3 separate regions of the Mus musculus genome follow, and regions 2 and 3 are each linked to region 1. A link is a contact called in public Hi-C data. All regions are on one chromosome and are shown on one strand. The core of a region is the stretch at or near the end of the contact, and the rest is flanking DNA. Distances in the headings are between cores, read along the strand shown.

Region 1 (4,329 bases), core at 1,134-3,633:
TGGAACTGACCTACAGTCCTGCCTCCTAAGGACTGACTCTCATAGTACCAGAAGGTGCTATGTAAGCTGCCAAGGCAAGAAAGCAATCAATAGTCCTACCCAACTGGGAACCATGACAGGTCTACTCTTATCAGCACTGGCTCGTCTCTCTCTTTCCCTTTGTGAGGACTCAGTGAACCTAAACTTCCCAGGCTCTGTACTCACTGCTACAACTTTCCTTCTCTCCTGGCAGCCTTTTCAATTATTCATTAAGACACATCCAACATGACTTTCTTTCTTTAGCTGTCTCTACATTTTGTTCTTATATAATTGTGGTTCATATCACATCCTATCATAGTGACTTGTTTTTCTACATTAGACCTTTGTAAAAAGAAAGCCCAATGGACTGGAGAGATGGCTCAGCGGTTAAGAGCACTGACTGCTCTTCCTAAGGTCCTGAGTTCAAATCCCAGCAACCACATGGTGGCTCACAACCATCTGTAATGAGATCTGACGCCCTCTCTGGAGTGTCTGAAGACAGCAACAGTGTACTTACATATAATAAATAAATAAATCCTTAAAAAAAAAAGAAAGCCCAAATTATACCTGCCTTTGCATCCGCCATCTGGGACATTGTGCCATCCTAGAATAGTTTCCTGGACTACTTAGAAGGAACACTAATATGCTAATCAAGTCTTGTGCAGAGCACAATATTATACTTCCAGATCTAGTCATGTAAAGTCCTAGGATGTTCTCCAGCTTTTGAACCTTAAGTATTATGCCAGCTACTTCAAACATCATTTCAATAAATCCAATTTGAAATCTGTATCATGAACACCTATGGCATTATTTGATGCAGTTCTAATCAGTTATTCACACTGTAGGCTGAGTTTGTTTCTCAGTACCGTCTAGTGAATTGTGATTGCTGATCTGATGGGTGATATCCTTATGCCTGTGACTTGGGGACTACATTGATTCCCTCAGGTATCGTGAGGTTATTTTAATATAAATGAGTTTATTATTTACTAAATGTCCATACTGTGTGTATAACTGTCACTTCATAATGGATGCACCTTGGTCATTCCTGTGTCATTCCTGTGGCTGTGTTAACATTTCAAGACTCTCATTTCCCAGCTCTGTCTATGCTGTGTCTGTCTTTAGCCTTCCACTTTTCTTCATGTTTCTGCCTAGCGTTTTTTCATTCATATTTTTCTTTCCATTCCTATAGAGTTTCACCCATGCTTACATTTTGCTTAATTAACAGTTTTCGCAGCTGTATTCAAAGTCCATTAAGCATTGCTAATTGTTACTACTTGGTTGCTTCCCAGGGTTTCTAAAGAAGATAAAATAAAACAGGACCAAACATGACACCTTGGTTCACTGGGGTCATCTTGATCCCTATAAAACCTAGCATACAGCTTTATTAAACTGTGTTTTCTCATAGTGAGCCACACATACTGTGATAGCAATTTAAGATGACAAAGTATTATTACTGCTAGAGAAAACTTAGATATATTTTAAAACATGTTTACACTACCTTACAGATATAATTTAAAAACAAATTGTATACACTAAAGCAAGAAACTTTTGTTAAGAAACTTTTGTTTTTCTCCAAGCAAAAAAAAAGCCCAGAGTTGTGAGCGGTTGTCAATGGTACATGAATATTCAGATAAACCACCCAGGGTTACTTGGTTGTTTAAGATGAGGCTTGATCCAGTAGCATTTGAAAAAAAAAAGGGGGGGGGATACTTTTTGCCACTCAAAACAGTGCCACCTCATCTTCTTGGAGTTATATAGACCAGGGAGTTTTGGTAGATAATGTGTGGAGAAATATGAGAAACACATTATTTTAAACTCAAAAGAGGGACAAAGAACATGGAGTAGTTTTTCCTTTTCCCAGCTGCCCTCTGGTGGCAAAGACACAGCAGACAGCAGCCATGCTGAAGGAAGCTGCTTCCCTGCTTAAGAGGGACCAACCAGAGCCTTGCCTGTGCATGTGTGATTCCAAAGCGGAGTGCAGGGCCTCCTAATTACATCCTGCTTCCCCGTGGCATCTGCTCTTATCGTGGCTGCTCCAGGCTCCACCAGCTCAGTCAATACTCACATATTAGCAGGAGACAATCGATAGAAAAATTAAAAAGGAAAGTCAAGGTAATTAGGCTAAAGCTGCTGCTTATGAGTTTTCAATAATTGCTTTCGCTTCCTCTTGTTTCCTCATCTCTAGAAAAATAGGGCCTGATTGAAGGACTGGGTCGTGTTTGACTGAGGACATGTCAAAATTATACAAAGGCAGGCAGGAAATAGAATTAAGCTGTATTTGTTTTAGAGCAGTAAAGGGGCTTTGCATGATGGCAGGGGAAGAATAGGAGCTGATTTAAATGTCCCCATTAGCAGCTGTGCCATTGTCCCTACCTGTTTCTGTCACCAGCTTCTGCACCACTAGCAGGAGCCCACTCAGAAGCACCATGACACGTCCTATACCCAAGCTCCAGGGGAAGGCAAGAGGGAGACTTCCCCCAGAAAGCAGCATCCCGATCACTCTGGAAATTTCATTCTACCTTTTACAAAACTATGAACTAAATCAAAATCTCCTAGTTGCTAGCCGTTGTGTGCCGCTGTTGAGCATTGGTCTCTGGGTACAGTTGTCATGGATGGCAGCCCACTTATGAACACATTTGGGTGAACTGTATTTCCTAGGACAGGAAGTCAAGTCTCCATTTTGACCTGCCTGGGCATTTGTGTCCTCTAAACAGAGACACCCTTCGTCTTCTTGTTGCATGGTACGGTGCCAACTACCTTATAGAGGAGGAAATACCAAGGGAGCCCCTCCTCTGAGAGTGATGAATCAAGAAGGGGAAAAAAAAAGGATAGTTTTGTTACAGAGATATTTTATGTTTTATGTCCATTTACAGTCTACATATGCATGATTTCTGTCAGCTTAAAGCACTTTATAAACTTTATAACCAAATTATGTACTTACATCATTTCATTCACTGTTGATATATAGCTGTTAAACATCTGCCACATGCATATTTCTTTCAGGAAAAAAATGTAAAAGAGAATTCGATCTTGGTAAATACACAGGAAATATTGAGATGAAAAGAATATGATATGGAAGTATTTATTGTGCACCTGCTATGTCTAAAGCATAGAAGAGCCCACTGGCAAAAGACAAAAAAAAAAGATAGAACTCTTATCACCTTCCCCACGTGCCCCTTCCTTCCTCCCTCCCTCCATGTTTGTTGATCAGAAGTGAGTGATAATACCTGTGTTTGGGTCCAGGGCAGTCTGATTTACATCATCTCGTTAACTTAGACTTTTTCTTAAGGTGTAGGGATTGATGTGTCAAACTGCTCTTGAGGCAGGTAATTCACATGTTATTGTGGATAGGGATGCTATGGTGTGGCAAGGGGAGCAGAGGCCTAGAGAGCCAGGCTTGCTTGCCAAGAGCTGTTGCACTGATTCCCCTCTGTCACTCCTCTCCTACCTGAGCTTGTGTCTGTGACTCTGTCACCTGGAGAACTTGTAGCAAGGGGACTATGTTATGATGCATGACATGAGTTTGACATTTGTTTAGAATTGTACCAGGGCTCTGTAGAAGACTCCTGCTTCCCCTACAGCCTTCGGTTGAGGTGGAGAAATTACAAACCAAACAGCTTTGATCACCTTCCTCAGCTTCCTTGGCTCCACCTCCTGGTCCTTTCCATCCCTCAGGGGAGTCCCCGTCACAGCACTTAGACTCTCCTGCCCTTCTCTGGCCTCGCTATGATCACTTTTGGGGTGTGTGGTAACTACTGTGGTTTTTAAACAGTCTTCCTATGTTAGATCTGTAACTTACAATCCTCCTGCTTCAGCCTCCTTACTGCAGGTGTGTGTGTGCCTTCATGCCTAGCTCTGAGGAAAATTTATCTTTGTAATTTTTTTTTTTTTGGTTGTGAGGGTACATAATGAGAAGAAAACTTTTGAAAGTTGGCTTTCATTTTGTACCTCAATAGTACAGAGTCTGTCTGTGCTGTGAATTCCTGGCCTGTGGGTCTCTAGACATCTCTGCCTCAACCATTCATCTCCAGTATGGGGGTTAGGATTACATATGTGAGCCACAACATGTGGCTTTTCATGAAATGGAACTCAGGCATATGTAACGATTGCTTTTACCTGTGAGCTGTCTTCCTGACTTCTACGGAAAATAATGGAAAGTTATTTTTCTCTCCTGTCATTTTATTTCAAAGAAGGTTCAACAACACCCCCTCCCTTTTCCTCTTGTATTTATTGTTTCCGTCATACCTCCATATTCTTTGTCTTTAATTTTCTATAAAAGTTTGGGTACTGAATACAAAATAACTGCAGTAC
Region 2 (4,329 bases), core at 1,193-3,692, 510 kb after region 1:
GATAACGGATGTGAGCCACCACACCAGGTCCCGCGTTTCTCTTCTTAACATCTGAAAGTGTTCGGTTCGTGGACGTGGCATCTTCTATTCAGCCACATCCAAGGTCTATTCTCTTGGATGTTTAGGCTCCCCAGTGTCTTGCCATAATGAATGCCAATATGTTGAATAGCACTGTATTCTTAAGCAAACTAAATGGGTGTGTCACCAGAAAATTTGGAGAATCCCAACTCAGCCTCCAAATGATACCAGGAAAGTGAGGGTCCCTTTTTGAGATTCTTAGTCTCATTAGTAACAGAGTTTAAGAATAGACTCTAATGGAAGATTGAGCCCAATTTATTAGAGTCTAAAAGGAAAAGCCTAGAGCAGGTAAACTGTCAATCTCACAGTTGCCTAGAGGTGGGGGGAGGGAGGGGAACGGAGGCATAGTATGGAAAAGAGAAGGAAAACAACAACAACCATATTGTTTGAAAAGAGGGGAACAGAGGTCAGTCACATGGTTGGAGGGGAGCTTTAGAGAAAGAGTAAGGAAGCCCAGAGTTGTGGAAAGCCGGTACGTGCTGCGAGCAATCGCATGTGTGCCGCCAGTAATCTCTGAGGAGAGCTGTGTGTGCCGCGAGCAATCGCCATTATAAGATGGCGTGGGCCTCCGCTGTGCCTAACTAGTAAACAAGCTTTGTACGCAGGTGCAAGAGTGAATTCACTCCTAGTCACTCCCATTCTCGGGGTGTAATAGTGGGGTGATGGGCAAGCAACGAATCGGGAGCTGTCACGCCATATCAGGTGCTGAAACGTCACGCTGCGGGTTATAAAAGCAGCGCCATTTTCCCGGTTCGGAATCTTCCTGAGAAGCAAGCAATAAAGCTTTTGCCGCGGAAGATTCTGGTTTGTTGCGTCTTTCTTGCCGGTCGAGCGGGACGCAATACAGAGTATTGAGGAGACCACAGTGGGCTCTGACCAGCATCCGAAAGAAAAAGACAGACGAGATGGGTGGGGTGGGGGAAGTGGGGATGGGAGTGGGGTGCAGACCCACAGGAACCTCACAGGGGCTCACAGGGTTGCCCCTAGTGTGGCAAAAATTCTGGGAAGAAAATCTATGTTATCCTCAGAGGAACCCTCCCACCTAGGGGGCGTTTCTGCCTTGTTAGATTAACTGGAGAAAAGGTCACTCCTCCACCTAGAGATAGAGTCCCGTGTTTTATTACAGCAGGGAGACAGCAAGCCATTTGTTAGCGGTAAAGCTAAGCGAAGTTAATCACCTCACCTATGTTTGTGTTCCTCACAAGTGTTAATAGCATTAATTCTCTCTCCTCTCTCCCTGCCCTTCTCCCTCTCCCTCTTCCCCTCACCCCCGTATGTGTGTGTGTCTGTGTGTATACATGTGTGGGCATATGGTGTGTGTGAGTGCACACATGTACCGCGGCATACTTGTGGAGGTCAGTGGCCAGCTCCAGGTGCCTGGATTCCACCTTGCTTGAAACACAGTCTCTTGTTCCCGCTCTGCAGGCCTGGCTAGCTGGCCTGAGTTTTGGTGGAGTCTTACTCTGTCTCTCATCCCTCAGTAGGAGGATGCTGGGAATGTGTGCTACCTTGTCTGTTTTTTTCCATGGGTTCTGGACATTGGAACTCAGGTCGTCATACAGGCATGGTAAACACTCTGCCCACAGAGCCATCTTCCCAGGCCAGCAATAACTTTCAAAGATTCTCAAGGCCAAGTGTAAGGGAGTAGATACTTTACCCAAGACAGGAGTGGTGGCAGCTGCCTTTGACCCCAGCACTCAGCAGGCAGAGGCAGGAGGATCTCTTTGAGTCTGAAGACAGCCTGAGCCACGTAGAGAAAGCCTATCTCAAAAAGAAAAAAAAATTAGTCTTGGAGCTGGAGAGTTGGCTCAGTGATTAAGAGCTCTTACTGTTCTTGCAGGTTCAAGGCCCAGCTCTGTGACTTCTGGAAAACCACCCATATATACAAAATAATAAAATAAATCTTTAGAAAATATAAAAAACAACAACAAAGCAATAGTTTAATACTTGTGCACAACAAAATATAACACACTATATACCATAAAATTGCGATTATATACCATCAAAATGATTCTTTAAAGATTGAATGCCACTAGCAACGAGCTCATGCTAACTGAGGAAGAGTTTCCCGATCATAAATCTATTTTAGAACTGAAATTCATTGTACTGAAATCACCCTGAGTGAAAACACCCACACCCTCACCTGTTTGAGCGAATATTCAGTACACTGAGCACAGCTGAGTATGTTGCGTACTCACCTCGGGCAGTTTTGGGCATCCGTTATTAGTGGGGTGGTCCTTACTAGGCTATTCAACCAAGCACCCCAGACCACAAGCCCCCATTCTTCCAGGAAGCCTGCACTGCTGGATGGTGACCCATTCATGCTCCACCACTGCCCTCTAGTGTCTGGTATGCAATCCCAGCCTAGCATTTACCAGTTTTCTCAGCACAGCTAATGCTCTCTCCATGAGAGCAAGGATGACATTCTGCCCCTGTGTGTGCTCAGCTCCCATCATAATGCCTAACTGAGATGCTCACACATAAACATCTGTATTGTGAATTCATCTCTAACCAAGCAAACGCAGGGAACGGATAGATTCCTAGGTTCCATCATTAAGTTCTTCTAACCCTCTCTGTACCTTTTATTTTTGTCATGTCTCACGCTATTGCTGTGTTTATTATGTTTATCCTCTTGGCCTCTGGCCATCGTCCTTTCTATCTCTCTGCAGCCTGAGCACGTAAGACGGAACTTCAAAATAAGTGAGGGGCAGAGGTCTCCATGGCGTGTGTCTATAGCTTTAGTGATAATCTTTCTTGACAGGCAGGCTGGAAATTCAAAGGCATATTTTGTTTCCCTTTCAGCTCCTGCCTTCTGAATTGAGTTGTAAGTCTGGTGAAAAAGTTACTGCTATTTTGTATGTCTGCAAATCTCACGAAAAGTCTGGCTATGTGGCCAGCCCAAGCATAGGAAATAGAGGGATGTACATTACAGTGTAAGAAATTAATGCACGTTTATTGAAAGGCATAAGAATGGCCCAGAGCATGCCACCATTGGCTTTAGTAATGCTGGCAGAGGTGTAAGCCCTTGTTCTGGCCCTTCTGCACAGCTTACACCCCCTCGGGAGGGATTGTTCATGCACTATCGAGTTTATGGATGGAGACGGTGAGGCTTACAGGGATCAGCAGCTTTCCAAACCTGGCAGCAGGTTGTGAAACTTTCGAAAACCCAGATCTGTTTGATTCCAGTGGCTACATTCATGACAGTTCTAACTGCTGGCCCAAGCGGCCCCTGGCCTCATCATGGCTGAGACTGTCACCCAGGAATCTGGCAAGACTCCTCAATGCACTCCAGCTTGTGGGCTGGTCCCCACCTCCTGCTCTTTCTTGGACAAACTGCTCTCAAGCCATGCTGGGTTCCTTTTGTGACAGCGCCATCTTGGCTGGGAAGACTGGGCTTCTTCTTTCTTTTAATTCTGTGCTTACTATGTTCCTTCCTCGGGGAAGGTCTTTCCTGAGCACCTGAAGTCAGCCTGCTCTGATTTCTTAAAAATGACATTGATAGTCTTAAAAAAAAAACTTTATTCATTTTTATTTTAAATATATATGAGAGTTTCTCTGCATGTAAGTGTACCATGCAGTGCTTATAGACACCAGAAGAGGGCAGCAGATCTCCTGGAATTGAAATGGGAGGCAATTGTGAGCTGTTGTGTGGGTGCTGGGAACAGAACCTGGACCTCTGCTAGAGCCACAGATGATGTTAACCAACAAGTTGTTTCTCCAGGCCCAACCCAATTCTTTTAATTAGTTCTTATGGATAGTCTCTCCCATTTGGTAGTAAGTACCAGTAATTTGGGGTGCACTTCTTATGCCCAAACCTGTGCCTGGCACACCACACCCAGTATCTCCCTGTGCTAGCACATTCATTCCTTTATTATATGTCAAAATTCTTAAAGCTGACATGTGTTGAACAGCACTCCCATGCTTGGACCATGCCAGATATTTTGCACTGTGGTTGCATTTATTAGTCTGCCCTGGCCATATGAGATATATTGGATATATGGTATATATGGTATATATAGGATATATGTGTGTGTGTATATATACATATAAATAACATTACATTATATATACAATATATACCCCATATACCACATATATTGTATATTTTATTTTATATACATATACATTATATACATATACATATTTATGTATAAAACAAAGCTAAGGAACATTCTTCCCCCGCCCCCAGTATGAGAGGCTGAGCAGAGTCGGAACCACGTAACCCATCTTGCTCCCTGACTTGATTTTTCC
Region 3 (4,329 bases), core at 1,291-3,790, 280 kb before region 1:
ATGAGTCCTTGTTCCTTACTTTGGGTTTGGACATGTGCCTTTCCATGACCAATGACATGTTAACAGATTTGCTGCAGCAGAAGCTAGAAGTGTGTTTATGCTATGGCCTTGTGCTTTGTACTTCTATCAGTTGTCCTGAGTGAGCATGCTCGTAAATAGTTGCTAATTGATGGAGATGAGTGACCAGTGCTGGAGCTGACCTGTAGCTTTTTACCAAGTACAGCTGAGCCTGCCCTGCAGCTGAATTCTAGACAACCAGATTGTTGTTGTATTCTGCCCAGCATAGGGTAGTTTATACTCACTAATGTTGTGGCTGTAGCTAAGGGATACAGGATGATGGTGGTGTAAAGGTTGTTCCCTGGGTCCTGATTTTGGAGCATTGTCTTTCCATGTAAAATCAAGGTCTTTACTGTTTCAAAGCACCAATGCATCACAAAACCAGCATCAAAATAGGCCCTATTGAGAACGGAAATCTCTCACAAGGGATGAGAACAGTACAGATTTGGAAGAGGGTTTTGGTCTTCATTAGCTGATTCCCCAAGCCTGTCACTGGCAATTGTTATAGGAGATTATGGTAGTGCTTCCCTCCCCCTTGGATAAAATAGTTATATTTTCTTAGTGGTAACAAGGGAAGTGAATCCACACAGCCTCAATTATGAAAAGAGCCTATTAAAATTCCATTTTGTTTTTTTTAGAAGTAAACATATAAAGGAAGCTGGAGGAGGCCAAGCACCTTTTTAAAAATAATGATTGTCTTGGGCTAATTCTTTCACTGTGCCTTCAGCATCATTAGCTGCCAATCCTACTGTGTGGTCTCATTCGCAATCAAAACTGATTGGAAAGGAAAGGCCAGGGTGCCAGAGACTTCCCTAAAGCAAAGAACTCAGAAACCTGGCCATCGCTTAAACTGCTTACCCTCAGCAGTACTTCCATTTACTTTTCTTTCAGCTGGGGTGGGGTATTGTTCAGCGGGTATTGTAATACATATTTCAGAAGAGAATACTGGAAAAAGAAAAGGATACTTTGTGCAAGCTCGGCCTGTTCTCAGCATATCTCTTTCTTGCCCATTTCCTTGTGATCTTTCCCTTTGCTCTGAGCTCCCCCCTCTGGCATTCATGGTATATTTCCTCTTCTGTAATTGCAAATTGCAAAGCTTCCCTCCCAAATCATTTTGCAAATGCTTTAGATTGTACAATGACTGCAGGGGCAGTTTGCTAGAGAGGGAGGCAGAGGAACAACCTGCAACATTTACTTAGAGTCACTACAGAATAAAATAAACAAAACAAAACAAAACACTTCAAACCAAAAACAAAACAAAACAAAACAGAAAAACAATGTACCATTGATGTTGCTTCAAAGATCCAGCTTGTTAGAACCATTTTCCTTCCCTCCTGTGCCAGGTCTCTTGTGAGATCATGGACAGATCCATCTGGCTCTTTGCCATTGCAGTCAATCTTTATCATTATCCTGATATGTCATGCTGTCTTTCTCTCTGTCTCTCACTGTCTCACTGTCTCTGTTTGCGTGAGACTTATTTTGAGTAAATTCCTATGTTGTATTTTCTTTAAAAGATGATTGGTAATGCCCAGTTCTTTTCAATTAAAATACTGTTTTAGATTCACATTTTCAGCTTATCTCAGATTTCCACAAGAGAGAATTTTATCTTTTAAGCATAAACATTAGAACACAAGTTCTGATGGAAAATTGTATCATGTGCATTTATCTTGTTCAGTCTTTTTGTTGCAATATACCGAGAACCTTCAGATTTTTCTATTTTATTATATATTATTTTATTTAACTTTTTTTCCCCGCACAATATATTCTTTTTCGTTTGCTTATGTTTTGAGTCAGGGTTTTCCTCTGTGGCCCTGGCTCTTCTGGACCTAACTCTGTAGATCTGGCTGGTCTGTAAATCAGAATGATCTACCTGTCTCTGCATCTGAGGGATTAAAGGCATGTGCCATCACTGCCTGGACATACAATAAATTCAGATTTCTTCTCCCTCAGATTTTGCCCACTGTCTTTCCATCCAAATGTACAACTTCTTTCTTTCTGTTTAGAAAAAAAAAAGGCAAAATATGAAAAGGCAATCAAACTAAAATAAAAAACAAACACAGAAATACAAAACCCAGAAACCAAGAGAGATGCAGACACACATGCACACACATTTGCGCAGCACACACAAACACCATGAAAACATCCAGAAACCTTAGTCATTGATGGGCACCGTCTTGAACTTGGTAGTGATGCTTCTGCTGAGCTTTCCCATATTTCCCTTTGTGAGTGATGTATAGTAGGCCCAAGGCTCCTTTCAGCTACAGAGAGGCATGCATAATTTCAGAACTAACCCCCCAGGCTTCTATTTTTTTAATCTGACTTTTTCTGCTTTTCATGCCATCTGTCTTCTTTCCCCCTCCTATGCGGTTTGGTTGTAGATCATCCTATTTAGCTACTTATATTTGTCTCATAGGAGCTTTTTATGTTTTTAAGTTGCTCAACTACTGTGAGGTAAATTGCAAAGAGAGAGAACCAAGATGGTTCTCATCCAATGAATATGCGAACAGAAAACATTCTATAGTATCAAGTGTGTGAGTCACTATCCATGGACTGTGTAGCATATATAAATTTGCTCATGAGATGTTTTTTTGATTCCAGTTATTCTGAATGGTCAGGCTGCTAGCAGGAGTACTCATTGTAAACCCTTTCTTGTTAAGTTCTACTGTCTAGTCCTTTCTGCCTCTATTGAATCAGTTAAGTCTTATGTACTCTGTGGATATCCATTTCCGTGAACAGTACTCCATTATTTTATTAATTTTCAGAACTATCAAGGTTAAATATATAGATACTGTTGTTTCTTTGTAATACGATCTTAATTTTGTTGAATGGGTAAATAAATGAGCGTGGTTAGTATTTTGCCTGTTGCTCTGGTAAAATACTCTTAACAAAACCAAATTAAGGGGAAAGGGCTTATTTTGGCCCACAGTTTGAGGATACCCAGTCTGTCCTGACAGTGGGAGCTTGAAACACCTGTTCATAATTGCATCTTTGTAAAGGAAAACAAGGGAGATGAATACTGGTACTCAGCTTATTTTCTTCTTTCTATTCATTTTGGGACTCTGGCACATGGAATGGTACCATCCATAGTTAGGGTTCGTATTCTCTCTCTCTCTCTCTCTCTCTCTCTCTCTCTCTCTCTCTCTCTCTCTCTCTCTGTTTTTCGAGACAGGCTTTCTCTGTATAGCCCTGGCTGTCCTTGAACTCACTCTCTAGACCAGGCTGGCCTCGAACTCAGAAATCCACCTGCCTCTGCCTCCCGAGTGCTGGGATTAAAGGCGTGCGCCACCACGCCGAGCTAGGGTTGGTATTCTCAGGTGACCTAGTCTAGAAAATCCTTCACAAGCAGTTCAAAGCTTTTTTCTTGACTGACTCTACATCGGATGACGTTGACAGGCTGGACTGTCACAGTGAGCAGTGATGCTTTTGACACTGAAGCAGGTACTCCAACCCTTCTGTAGTTAGATATCTGATTAGAATATTTTTACATTTCATTATTTCTTGTTGATTTTTCACTACCCATTTTTGAGATCATAGAATTACTCTAGGGAAATGATTTGAGATTGTTGCTCGTATGTCACTCAATGTTTTTATTCTCACTTTTGAGGCAGGGAGTCTCTACAGAGTATAGTCTGCCTATGTTCAGACTTTTTTTTGCCACCTCAGCCGACCACCCCGATATTGAAATTATAGGTATATACTACTATAGTAGGTGTCTTGGTTGTTTTTAAAAGATGTTTGTGCCTCCTCTTCAGCATTTATAGAAATTGACTCTAGTCAATTTCTATACCCAGTCAAACTCACGATGCCTTAGACCTGCACTATCCACACTTACGGTTTTAGCTGACATGTCTGTACTCAACCATCTATCCACCTGAGCTCTGCCTTCTAAGACAAGATCCTGGAATATGATTCAAGATGTCTTTTCCAGGCCAGAGCTGTTGTTATTGATACAAATGATGTTATATGTGTCATCTCCCTTTCCTGTATAAGAATCAGAAACTTTTGGTATAACTTGATTGGTATATAGTATTAATGCATATTATGTGGAATGCACTGTTCAAAAGAAATGGAATCCCCTTACTTATACTTACTAATTTGTCATGTACGAAATTCCACATTTAGTTCTTTCAGCTTATGTTTTTAATTATTTCAGATCTGCTATGGTCTTTCCCTGCTCGCTTAATGCTAACCCCTGATAGACTATACCACAATATAACCTTTTTATATTTATGCTACTTATAAACTGAGGACGAATTATTGATAAATACATTA

What was found. A called contact is a pair of places that touch in the nucleus more often than the background predicts.
Region 2: a contact with region 1 is called in a Hi-C map of cortical neurons, with 2.0 times the contacts expected there. The contact joins two enhancer-like sites. A contact is called at or near these places in 4 of 484 Hi-C or Micro-C datasets (DN3 thymocytes, the N1E-115 cell line, cerebral cortex and 1 more) and 1 of 115 datasets of contacts at active chromatin or transcription factors (astrocytes).
Region 3: a Hi-C map of cortical neurons shows a contact between it and region 1, with 1.7 times the contacts expected there. The contact joins two enhancer-like sites. A contact is called at or near these places in 1 of 39 promoter capture datasets (hippocampal neurons), 6 of 484 Hi-C or Micro-C datasets (the N1E-115 cell line, cerebellum, cerebral cortex and 1 more) and 1 of 115 datasets of contacts at active chromatin or transcription factors (CD8 T cells).

The regions. Positions count from the first base shown.
Region 1 is chr6:33,680,043-33,684,371 of GRCm38.p6, forward strand. The region is part of intron 10 of Exoc4 (exocyst complex component 4); the gene reads left to right. Among named protein-coding and RNA genes, the nearest start is that of Gm38785, 240 kb to the left of the region's middle. Within about 2 kb of position 2,384, at least 64 of the 459 cell types and tissues checked have an H3K27ac peak or open chromatin away from gene starts, as enhancers often do. A contact at or near this core is called in cortical neurons, where this site is marked.
Region 2 is chr6:34,191,504-34,195,832 of GRCm38.p6, forward strand. No RefSeq gene overlaps it. Among named protein-coding and RNA genes, the nearest start is that of Gm32533, 3.5 kb to the right of the region's middle. Within about 2 kb of position 2,443, at least 25 of the 459 cell types and tissues checked have an H3K27ac peak or open chromatin away from gene starts, as enhancers often do. A contact at or near this core is called in cortical neurons, where this site is marked.
Region 3 is chr6:33,404,676-33,409,004 of GRCm38.p6, forward strand. All of the region lies in intron 7 of Exoc4 (exocyst complex component 4), which reads left to right. Among named protein-coding and RNA genes, the nearest start is that of Gm38785, 36 kb to the right of the region's middle. Within about 2 kb of position 2,541, at least 1 of the 459 cell types and tissues checked has an H3K27ac peak or open chromatin away from gene starts, as enhancers often do. A contact at or near this core is called in cortical neurons, where this site is marked.